2 separate regions of the Mus musculus genome follow, and region 2 is linked to region 1. Evidence: chromatin contacts called from public Hi-C data. All regions are on one chromosome and are shown on one strand. Each heading gives the region's core, a stretch centred on a gene start, on an enhancer-like site or on the middle of the called end of the contact. The rest is flanking DNA. Distances are from core to core; before and after follow the strand shown. Region 1 overlaps Pdilt (protein disulfide isomerase-like, testis expressed). Region 2 has its middle 22 kb from the start of Acsm4.

Region 1 (4,816 bases), core at 1,160-3,659:
AAGCCATACTTTATAGGTCCAACCCCTGGCTGGATTACATACCCTCATGGCCCCCTTACTGAACTCAGTTTTCTCATATGGCATTAATTCCAGGAGCTTCCTCGACTATGTTGTTGGATTAAATGAGCTAATACAGGAAATGAGCTTAAAGCAGTGCTTGGCTTATGGTAAGTACCACATGCATGTGCTCTTATGAGTAGCAGGTATTAGTAGCATTGTAACAATAAGGAAACTTGTTGTTATTTTATAAAATGCTGCATGATCAGCAAGCAGTCATAATAGTTCCCCTTCCTTTGTGGGCCTTTAAAGGGGCTTTTTAATCATATAACTTAAGATCAGTGGCTCTTAGCCTCATCCTGTCAATCTAACCTCATTTTCTCCAGCTTCTCTACAAGCACCTTCTGGGATGAGATCATGTGCACTCACAGTGCTTTAGTCGTCCTGCCCAACTTATCACTCAGGTTATACATCCTACCTATAGTGTCCATGACCCCTTCTATAATCGAATTTAAATCTCTACGATTTTCCAGAGTCCCAAGTCCACATGAAGACTTTAGTTGTATATATCCTCCAGATTCTGCGCCCCCCACCCCGACCCATTTCATACATAGATGGACCTATGCCATTATGATTTTCCTTCCTCTCAGCCCCTCATCTCTGGAAGAAGGATCTTGACTCAGGCCTCTTTGGTTGATATCACTTTCCATCTACCAAAGACCCATAGAGAGTCTGGTTCTCCAGCCCTGGTGATGATGGTTGGGCACGAACTAGTATTCCCAAGTATAAAAAGGATTGTTGATGTCTGGCATACATTCTTTTATCTGGTAGCATTCCATCCCAATATTCCTGTACAGACATCCTTTATTCTCTGTGGTCTGAACTACAGAAAGCTTCAGCCTCTGTCCAATCAAAACATCCATATCCAGTTGATATAGAGATTGGTCAACAATGAGGAATGGACTCAAGTTGTATGCAATAATAAGTCTTAGAACTTGTGTGGTATATGCTGGAAAATATGAGAACATAATATGGACTAGAGCCAAGAATGTTCAGTAGAAGGCTGAGCTGGAGAGAAGCTGCGTTCCTGGTAAAGACCTAACATTTTCAACCACATGGTCCCAAGAGTCTCTCACCTCTTGTGAGTCAGTAGGGAAAAGCCTGAAGAATGGGTACTGTTCTGGGTTTGCCAGCTGAATGTCATTTGCCGTTATGTCAATCTTAGCAATGATGACTGTGGAGTGGTTTTGATACTTTATGCCCAACTCTTCCAGCAGTGGTAACAGCACCCTGCATTTCTCAGACCAGGGAGCATCTGGAAAAGAAGGATGTTTCTCAGCTCCTGCTGCCCAGGACTCTGGAAGCTGATGCCAAATCGCACCACTGCTGTCTTCTTACCGTGTATCTGCTCAGCAGGCTACACTCTCTTTTATTTAAAGCTTATCTTTATATCTCAGTATATGATCACTATTAAGTAAATCAGAATAAAAATTAAGCCTAGTCCTGGTGCTCTTAGACACTAACATTTTCCATGCATTAATATGGTCTTTGAAATAAAACAAAACAAAAGTTTTCCCGTTAGAATAGTGTTCCACTGCAGCTGAAGAGAAAACCAAGGAAAACATCTATGCCATTGTTATGTTTGAGGGAAAATGATGTGTTTATAGCACAGAAGTTAAGCTACTTGCCCAAGGTCATCCAGAGAATTAAGCAAAGGGAATAGGATCTGAATGACAGGTCACTTGGCCTTGATTGGACTACAAATATGGCATGGTATAAAGTTACATAACATATATTATTATGTAACAATCAAACACGCCTTTTGGTCCCTTGGAAGAAAATATGCTCAGGATGCTAAACAGGTATGTCTTAAAATTGTGACAACTACCCTTGGCAGGGGACACTGGCCTTTCTTGTGGAAAGTTCCTTGAGCTTTGAGTGGCCCAGACAGCTGGCCCTTTGGAAAGAGACCAGAACAGAGATTCAAAACAGGGGAAGCCAGACCTCACTGGTTTGCCCTCATCTGAAGTTCAGACCTCAAGAGTTTCACCCTGTGGGAGGAATGGCCTCAGAGGCCCTGCATTGTACTTTTGCAATCACATCTATCCATTTATCAACCAAGTACCCCCAGTGACCAAACCTCCTGCCTGCAGCACCCAGACACCCCCTGGAGCTTAATAGGCCCTGGCTAGGTACATGGAGGACTATAATGGCTGAAGCCCCAGGGTGCAATCCAACAGCCCTGCTTCTAAGAAAATGAAGCTGCTCTTGCCTTTCATCAGAAGCAAATGAGTGTTCTCAGAACTCTGTGTGTCCTGGAAGTAGAGAAAGGCTTCCCCAGCTCAGTGATGAAAGGGAGTAGAGAGCTATGACTCAGCTGTACAGCTCTCAGAAGCACTGTCAGCTGCCAAGTGTCTGCTTCATTGAGGTTGTGAAAGGGTGTACGATGGACTCGGCACAGGGATGGCTTTACTTTGGCTCTTAGTACTTACTGTATGACCTTGACCTGTATCGTGGAGAAAGTCAATGTGCCTTCCTCACCACCTTGCTAGACCCAAGCCTAGCCTGGTGCAGCAGCTCACTAAATGCTACCTTTGCCTGTCTGAAGTAGCTTTGGACTCACCTTCTGCAGTGTCTCATGGAAAGAAGGCTCTAGTTTGGAGAGGCTGGCATATAAAACAAAGATGATGGGAAAGGGCCACAGTCCTTAGTCAGTAGTGGAAATAATTATGATGGAGTAACAGCAGTCACTATTTGTGGAGTGCTTGCAACCTGCCATATACTATACAAAGTCCTTGACATGAAACATGTGTGCCCCTACCTTACAGGAACATTGGATGAACCAGATAAGGTCCAAAGTAGGGGAAATGTGGATGATAGTATGTATGTAGGTGCTGGAGCCAGACTGAAAATGGTCAAATCCAGTTTCTAACACTTACGGGTGATACTGGGAATATATATATATATAGATAGATAGATAGATAGATAGAGATAGAGATAGAGATAGAGATAGAGATAGAGATAGAGATAGAGATAGAGATTCTATTGAGTGATCCATGCAGGGAAGCACAGCAGTAGCTGCTTTCAAGAGAATTTGGTAGGTAATTAAATGACATAAGTATAGAGTGAATTGAATCAAGTCTGAGTCCTAACATACTATTGGATCCAACCAAGTCATGTTAGCCAGCCATGTTACCAATGTTACACACTATCCTAGGCCTGGATTAGGTGGAGAGCATTCATACATGGGAAGAATTAATGTGGCTATGGCTGCTGCCATCCTGAGCTCATCCTTTTGAGAGTCAGGATATAATCCTCAGGAGGGTTTAGAGACTGTACTGGCTAAGAATTCCAAAGTCCTACTTGCAAAGTATGGGAGCCCTTAGGTTCTCACTGTCTCTCTGGAGATACTTACAGAACATCACAAACACGTCCTTTTCCTTATCAAGGACGACCACATTGAAGTTCTTCCCCACGAGCTTCTTCACTGGCCCTTGGTCCCAATATTTTGGAATCTCTTCACTGGCTTTGTGTTTCTAGGAAGCAAATTCAAGAGGTCTAACACTCCCTGCTACAGAAAAGAACAAGCCACTGGTGTTCCCCACCTTTGCTAGAAACAATGAAAGGCTTTGTCTTGGAAAGACAAGCGCTCTTAAAGGATTTGCAAGGCAGAGATAGTCACAAACCCAGTGACAGCTCAGCACTGTCCAGAGCAGCCTGGGGTCAGGATGCTGAGAGGGACTCGGAGCTCTAGGCTGCAATTTATTCACACACAATTCTTGGGATTCTCAGATGACAGTGAGATTCATGTCACTAGTTTCTCAATTAGACTGCTCAAAAACAATGGCTTTCCTCATTATACTGTGAGAGTCAAGATCGAGGTGATTCCATGCCGGTGTCCCCCAAGCTCATCACTACTTTCCCTCTTGGCTTTCTTCAGCTATACTGATTGATCATCAGTTGCTCCAAAGCCTAAGCCACTTCCGACTGGTACCTTCTGCCCACTGCCTAGAAGGTCTTCTCTGAGTTCTACCCTGTGTCTTCTTCTATCCAGTTAACTCATAGTTATCCTTCAAGATGCTCTTTGGAGAAATGCTTTGGGATTTCCCAAATTATATGAGGTCCTGCTACCATAAGTTCTTTGAAATGTCCCCTTGTGTGGCTTTCAGAATTAGCATTCACTTCCTCTTTTCTATTCTTCTGCCATACTAGGTAGTATGCCATAAAGGACTTCTTTTCTTCTCTTATCAAGTATCTGCTCATAGAAAGGCCTCAGTAAAGAGCACACAGGGAGGGACCTACCCATAGTTCCAGCTGCATATGTAACAGAAGATAGCCTTGTGGAACATCAGGGAGAGGAGAGGCCCTTTGTTCCTGTGAAGGCTCGATGCCCCAGTGTAGGGGAATGCCAGGACAGGGAAGTGGGAGTGGGTAAGTTGGTGGGGGGGGGTGTAATGGGGGGGGGGAGTCAGAGAGGAAAGGGGATAGCATTTGAGATGTAAATAAAGAAAATATCTAATAAAAATTAAAAAATAAAGTAAGCTCAAGAATTTTCAAATGGATGATGGAAAGAGTGAATTCAGCAGCTGTTTTGGCTTAAAGAAAGTTTTAGAAATCTTAGAATCTATTTTTCTATACTATCACTGACTCCTAGGTATCTCTTGAATCTATACCTGCTCTTTTCCATTTCCCTGTGACTGCTCTAGTCTAGCTAGCCCATGCTTCTCACATAGATTCCCTCTGAATCGCCTTCAAAACCTTACTATGCCTTTCTTTCCTACAATTAAGGCTCCATTTTTATCACAGAAATCTGGTTTCT
Region 2 (4,816 bases), core at 1,368-3,867, 180 kb after region 1:
AGTGAAGGGAGATACAGACCCACATCTCTTTATAAGATGGAAGAAGAAGTGTATACTACTCAAACAGGTGGCTCCATCTGCCATCTATGAGGAGAATCCAACTGTTGATACACAACCAATTATGTATCAATCTCAAAATTATACTATTGACTCTTAGGGTACATATCACCTCACAAAAGTCAGAGATGTGTGAAAGGTGGTGTATAAACTGACAACATGACTGATTTTTTATTGTAGTTATAAGAAAGCAAGACAACTGGGAGAATCCAGAGCAAAGAGAGAAAGAAGTAGAAGCAGACTGACCATGGCCAGCTGATTAGACCTGGTCATGAGAGAAGTGGGAGCAGGGCAGATGGATAGAGATGGGTTGGGAGTGTGGGAAAGGAGAGAGAGAGAGAGAGAGAGAGAGAGAGAGAGAGAGAGAGAGAGAGAGAAGGAGAGAGAGAAGGAGAAGAAGAAGAAGAAGAAGAAGAAGAAGAAGAAGAAGAAGAAGAAGAAGAAAAGAAAGAAGAAAAGAAAGAAGAAGAAGAAAAGAAAGAAGAAGAAGAAGAAAAGAAAGAAGAAGAAAAGAAAGAAGAAGAAGAAGAAGAAGAAGAAGAAGAAGAAGAAGAAGAGAAGAAGAAGGAGAAGAAAGGAGGAGGAGAAGGAGAAGGAGAAGGAGGAGGAGGAGGAGGAGGAGGAGGAAGAGGAGGAGGAGGAGGAGGAGAGAAGAAAAGAAAGAAGAAGAAGAAGAAGAAAAGAAAGAAGAAGAAGAAGAAGAAGAAGAGAAGAGAGGAGAAGAAGAAGAAGAGAAAGAAGAAGAAGAAGAAGAAGAAGAAGAAGAAGAAGAAGAAGAAGAAGAAGAAGAAGAAGAAGAAGAAGAAGAAGAAGAAGAAAAGAGGAGGAGAGAGCAAGAGAGGGATGGAGGGGGAGAGGGAAAGTGAGGAAGAAAGAGAGAGGGCATACCAAAATAGCAGAGCTATAAGGGGAGTGGTATAGCCATGGGGAAGGAAGCCTGTGAGCTAGGGGGGCTTAGGGTAGGGGAAGAGGTGAGAAGAGTCCTGATACTAGCATGGCCTTTGAAATGGATAACAGGTTCTTGTGATTCTGAAGGAGCTTGAAGGCCAGCATATGCCATGGTATGCTAATAGACAGCCATTTGTCCCTTCTGCCTTTTGGATCTTGGGGAAATGGACAGGTGCATCAGCTTTGGAGACGAGCAATGGGGAGAACACGGACAGTTGTGACTAACAGATGTGATCCCTTCCTGAAAGGGGTGATTCCTCACTGGGCATATATAAGTGTAAAATTTGTTTTTCCTGAGAAATATGAATAAGAAGATGTTTGGGGGTTTGTTTGTTTATTTGTTTGGTCTCACGTAGCCCAGGCTGGTCATATATAACTGAAGATGGCCTTTAACTTCTGTTCTTCCTGCCTCTACATGCACATAATGGGATTACAGATGTGCATTCTTGGTCTTTGTGGTGCTGAGGCTTGGACCCAGGACCTTGTGCATGCTGGGTAAGCACTCTACCAATCGAGCTGCATCCCCAGCTCTACACTTTTTAGAGATTTTATTTATTCTATGTATATGAGTACACTGGGGCTGTCTTCAGCCACACCAGACAAGGGCATCGGATCCCATTACAGATGGTTGTGAGCCACCATGTGGTTGCTGGGATTTGAACTCAGGACCTCTGGAAGAGCAGTCAGTGTTCTTCTCTCCAGCCCCCAGCTCTACATTTTTAGAACTCTAAATACAATTTTATTCCAAAGTTAAAGGATCACTTTAAAACTGAGAAATAAACACATATAAACTTAACAGTGGACAGGAAACCTGGGCCTTCTGCTAAATCCCCATGAGTCATCCTCTTAAAATTCTCTGGGCATACCCAGAAGTATGCCCATACAATGTGAAAGACTGAGGGAAAACAACTAATCAAATGTGAACAATACATGTGAAAGTAGCACACGAAATATGCTTGTGAGCGTGAGCATGACTAAGAGAAACGCGCCCCTGTTTTACAATGCCTAGGTTATTAATCCAACCATAATCATGCACAGAAAATTGCTTAGCACAATTTCTATCACAATTTTCTTTCAACCTTCATGCCAGTTCTTAAAAAGACACTTAAGGACATATCTCTGAAGGACATACAAATTGTGTGTCAAAATAAGTGTATATAATATTAAGCATTGAGAACTAACATGCTATAAGAATGTGATTCCAAATAATCAATGATAAAAATTCACTTTCATATTTCATAAAATGACCCTTAAGCCAATCAGTAACAATACTGCAAGTTAATATGTAAATGAACAGAAAACTTGGAAAGTTATGGGAATGACAACAAATGCAATCATCATTTTACAAAATTGATATTTATGAGTATGACAAGAAGACATGAATGAAAATATAATCCCACCTAACCCAGACACCTAGCCTTAGTTTTGTGCAAAACAAATAAACAAAGCAAAACACCCTCTCCAAAGTGAGTTCTGGAACATTTTCCCTTTGACACTCAAACCTTGGTAAAGTACAGAGTGTACTTCTTGGAAGCAGCTACTACTTGACAGAGAGCAATAACCTGGATTGTAAGGGTCAAAGACACAGATCAAATATGCCAAAGAGCAAAGTCTGTCCTACCACTAGCTGGTGAAAGTCCTGAGTCATGGACATCCAGTTCCAGTTGGTGGCTGTCGGGATATTAACCGTGGTTCTGTAATCAGACATGGATGAAGCCCGACAGAACTTCTCTCTGAAAACCAAGCTTCAAGAGTGGATGGCCTAGAACAAGCAGATAAGCCACTTAACTGCTCAGGGGAGAGAAAGTCTTACTCACCCATGGGAATTTAGCCAGACAAAGTGAAAAGTAAAATAAAATAAAACAAAATAATAATAAGCATATTTCATCAAGGTTCATCATGGCATTCCCTTCTTGTGGGTGTGGATAAACAGAATAAATGTTCCTTACTTGAGGTTGGGTAAGTGCAACGATTCTGACTTTGAACAAGAGTCCGTGATCACTAGAGATTTCTGGAGCCCTTGTCCAGTAACCTAGTACAGGTCGGTCAAAACCAGTGTGACCATATCTATGGGATGTTCTCTTCCCTCTCTCTTAGCCCTTCCTCCTCCTCCTCCTCCTCCTCCTTCTCCTCTTCCTCCTCTTCCTCCTCCTCCTCCTCCTCCTCCTCCTCCTACTACTACTACTACTACTCCTCTTCCTCCCCTCCTCCTCCTTCTTCTTCTTCTCCCCCCCTTCTCTCTCCTCTACAAACAATACACACACACACACCTTTGTGTCCCTGTAATGGAGGGTGTGTGTGGCATTTCTGTAGTAAAGTGCATACTCTCACAGTAAGAAATGAACCTCTGCAACCAACAGATTGGGAAAGGATCTTTACCAATCCTAAATCTGATAGGGGACTAATATCCAATATATATAAAGAACTCAAGAAGCTAGACTCCAGAAAATCAAATAACCCCATTAAAAATGGGGTACAGAGCTAAACAAAGAATTCTCAACTGAGGAATACCGAATGGCTGAGAAGCACCTGAAAAAATGTTCAACATCCTTAGTCATCACTCCAGTCAGAATGGCTAAGATCAAAAACTCAGGTGACAGCAGATGCTGGCAAGGATGTGGAGAAAGAGGAGCACTCCTCCACTGCCGGTGGGATTGCAAGCTTGTACAACCACTCTGGAAATCAGTCTGGTGGTTCCTCAGAAAATTGGACATAGTACTACCGGAAAATCCAGCAATACCTCTCCTGGGCATATACCCAGAAGATGTTCCAACTTGTAATAAGGGCACATACTCCACTATGTTCATAGCAGCCTTATTTATAATAGCCAGAAGCTAGAAAAAAACCAGATGTCCCTCAACAGAGGAATGGATACAGAAAATATGGTACATTTACACAATGGAGTAGTACTCAGCAATTAAAACAATAAATTTATAAAATTCTTAGGCAAATGGATGGATCTGAAGGATATCATTTTGAGTGAGGTAACCCAATCACAAAAGAACACACATGATATGCACTCACTGATAAGTGGCTATTAGCCCAGAAATCTAGACTGCCCAAGATACAAAACACAGGAAACTCAAGAAGAAGGAAGACCAATGTGTGGATACTTTGTTCCTTCTTAGAATGGGGAACAAAATAGCCATGAAAGGACTTACAGAGACGAAGTTCAGAGCTGAGACAGAAGGAAGGACCATCCAGAGACTCCCCCACCCGGGGATCCATCCCATATACAACCACCAAACCCAGACACTATTGCATATGCCAGCAAGATTTTGCTGACAGGACCCTGATATAGCTATCTCTTGTGAGGCTATGCCAGTGCCTGGCAAATACAGAAGTGGATGCTCACAGTCATCTATTGGACGGATTACAGGGCCCCCAATGAAGGAGCTAGAGAAAGTACTCAAGGAGCTAAAGGGGTCAGCAACCCTATAGGAGGATCAACGATATGAACTAACCAGTACCCCACAGAACTGTGTCTCTAGTTGCATATGTAGCAGAGGATGGCCTAGTCGACCATCAATGGGAGGAGAGGAGAGGCCCTTGGTCTTGTGAAGATCATATGCCCCAGTACAGGGGAATGCCAGAGCCAGGAAGTGGGAGTGGATGTGTTGGGGAGCAGGGTGGGAGGATAATATAGGGGACTTTCAGGATAGCATTTGAAATGTAAATGAAGAAAATATCTAATAAAAAAAGAAAAAACATTAGAATATTTAAAAAAAAAAAAAAAGAAGGTTGATCAGTAAAAGTAAAGTGGAAAAAAAAAAAGAAATGATCCTCTGCGTATTCCAACATTGCTAAAGCC

The links. Hi-C and Micro-C count contacts between places; a contact is called where the count stands out from the background.
Region 2: a contact with region 1 is called in a Hi-C map of liver, with 2.4 times the contacts expected there. The contact joins two enhancer-like sites. A contact is called at or near these places in 2 of 39 promoter capture datasets (liver and stem cell-derived epiblast-like cells), 1 of 484 Hi-C or Micro-C datasets (liver) and 1 of 9 other capture datasets (pancreatic islet).

Annotation. Positions count from the first base shown.
Region 1 is chr7:119,488,237-119,493,052 of GRCm38.p6, forward strand. Pdilt (protein disulfide isomerase-like, testis expressed) reads right to left here. Exons shown (of 12, transcript NM_027943.1): 9 at 3,413-3,533; 10 at 1,134-1,312. Among named protein-coding and RNA genes, the nearest start is that of Umod, 11 kb to the left of the region's middle. Within about 2 kb of position 2,410, at least 7 of the 459 cell types and tissues checked have an H3K27ac peak or open chromatin away from gene starts, as enhancers often do. A contact at or near this core is called in liver, where this site is marked.
Region 2 is chr7:119,665,459-119,670,274 of GRCm38.p6, forward strand. No RefSeq gene overlaps it. Among named protein-coding and RNA genes, the nearest start is that of Acsm4, 22 kb to the right of the region's middle. Within about 2 kb of position 2,618, at least 4 of the 459 cell types and tissues checked have an H3K27ac peak or open chromatin away from gene starts, as enhancers often do. A contact at or near this core is called in liver, where this site is marked.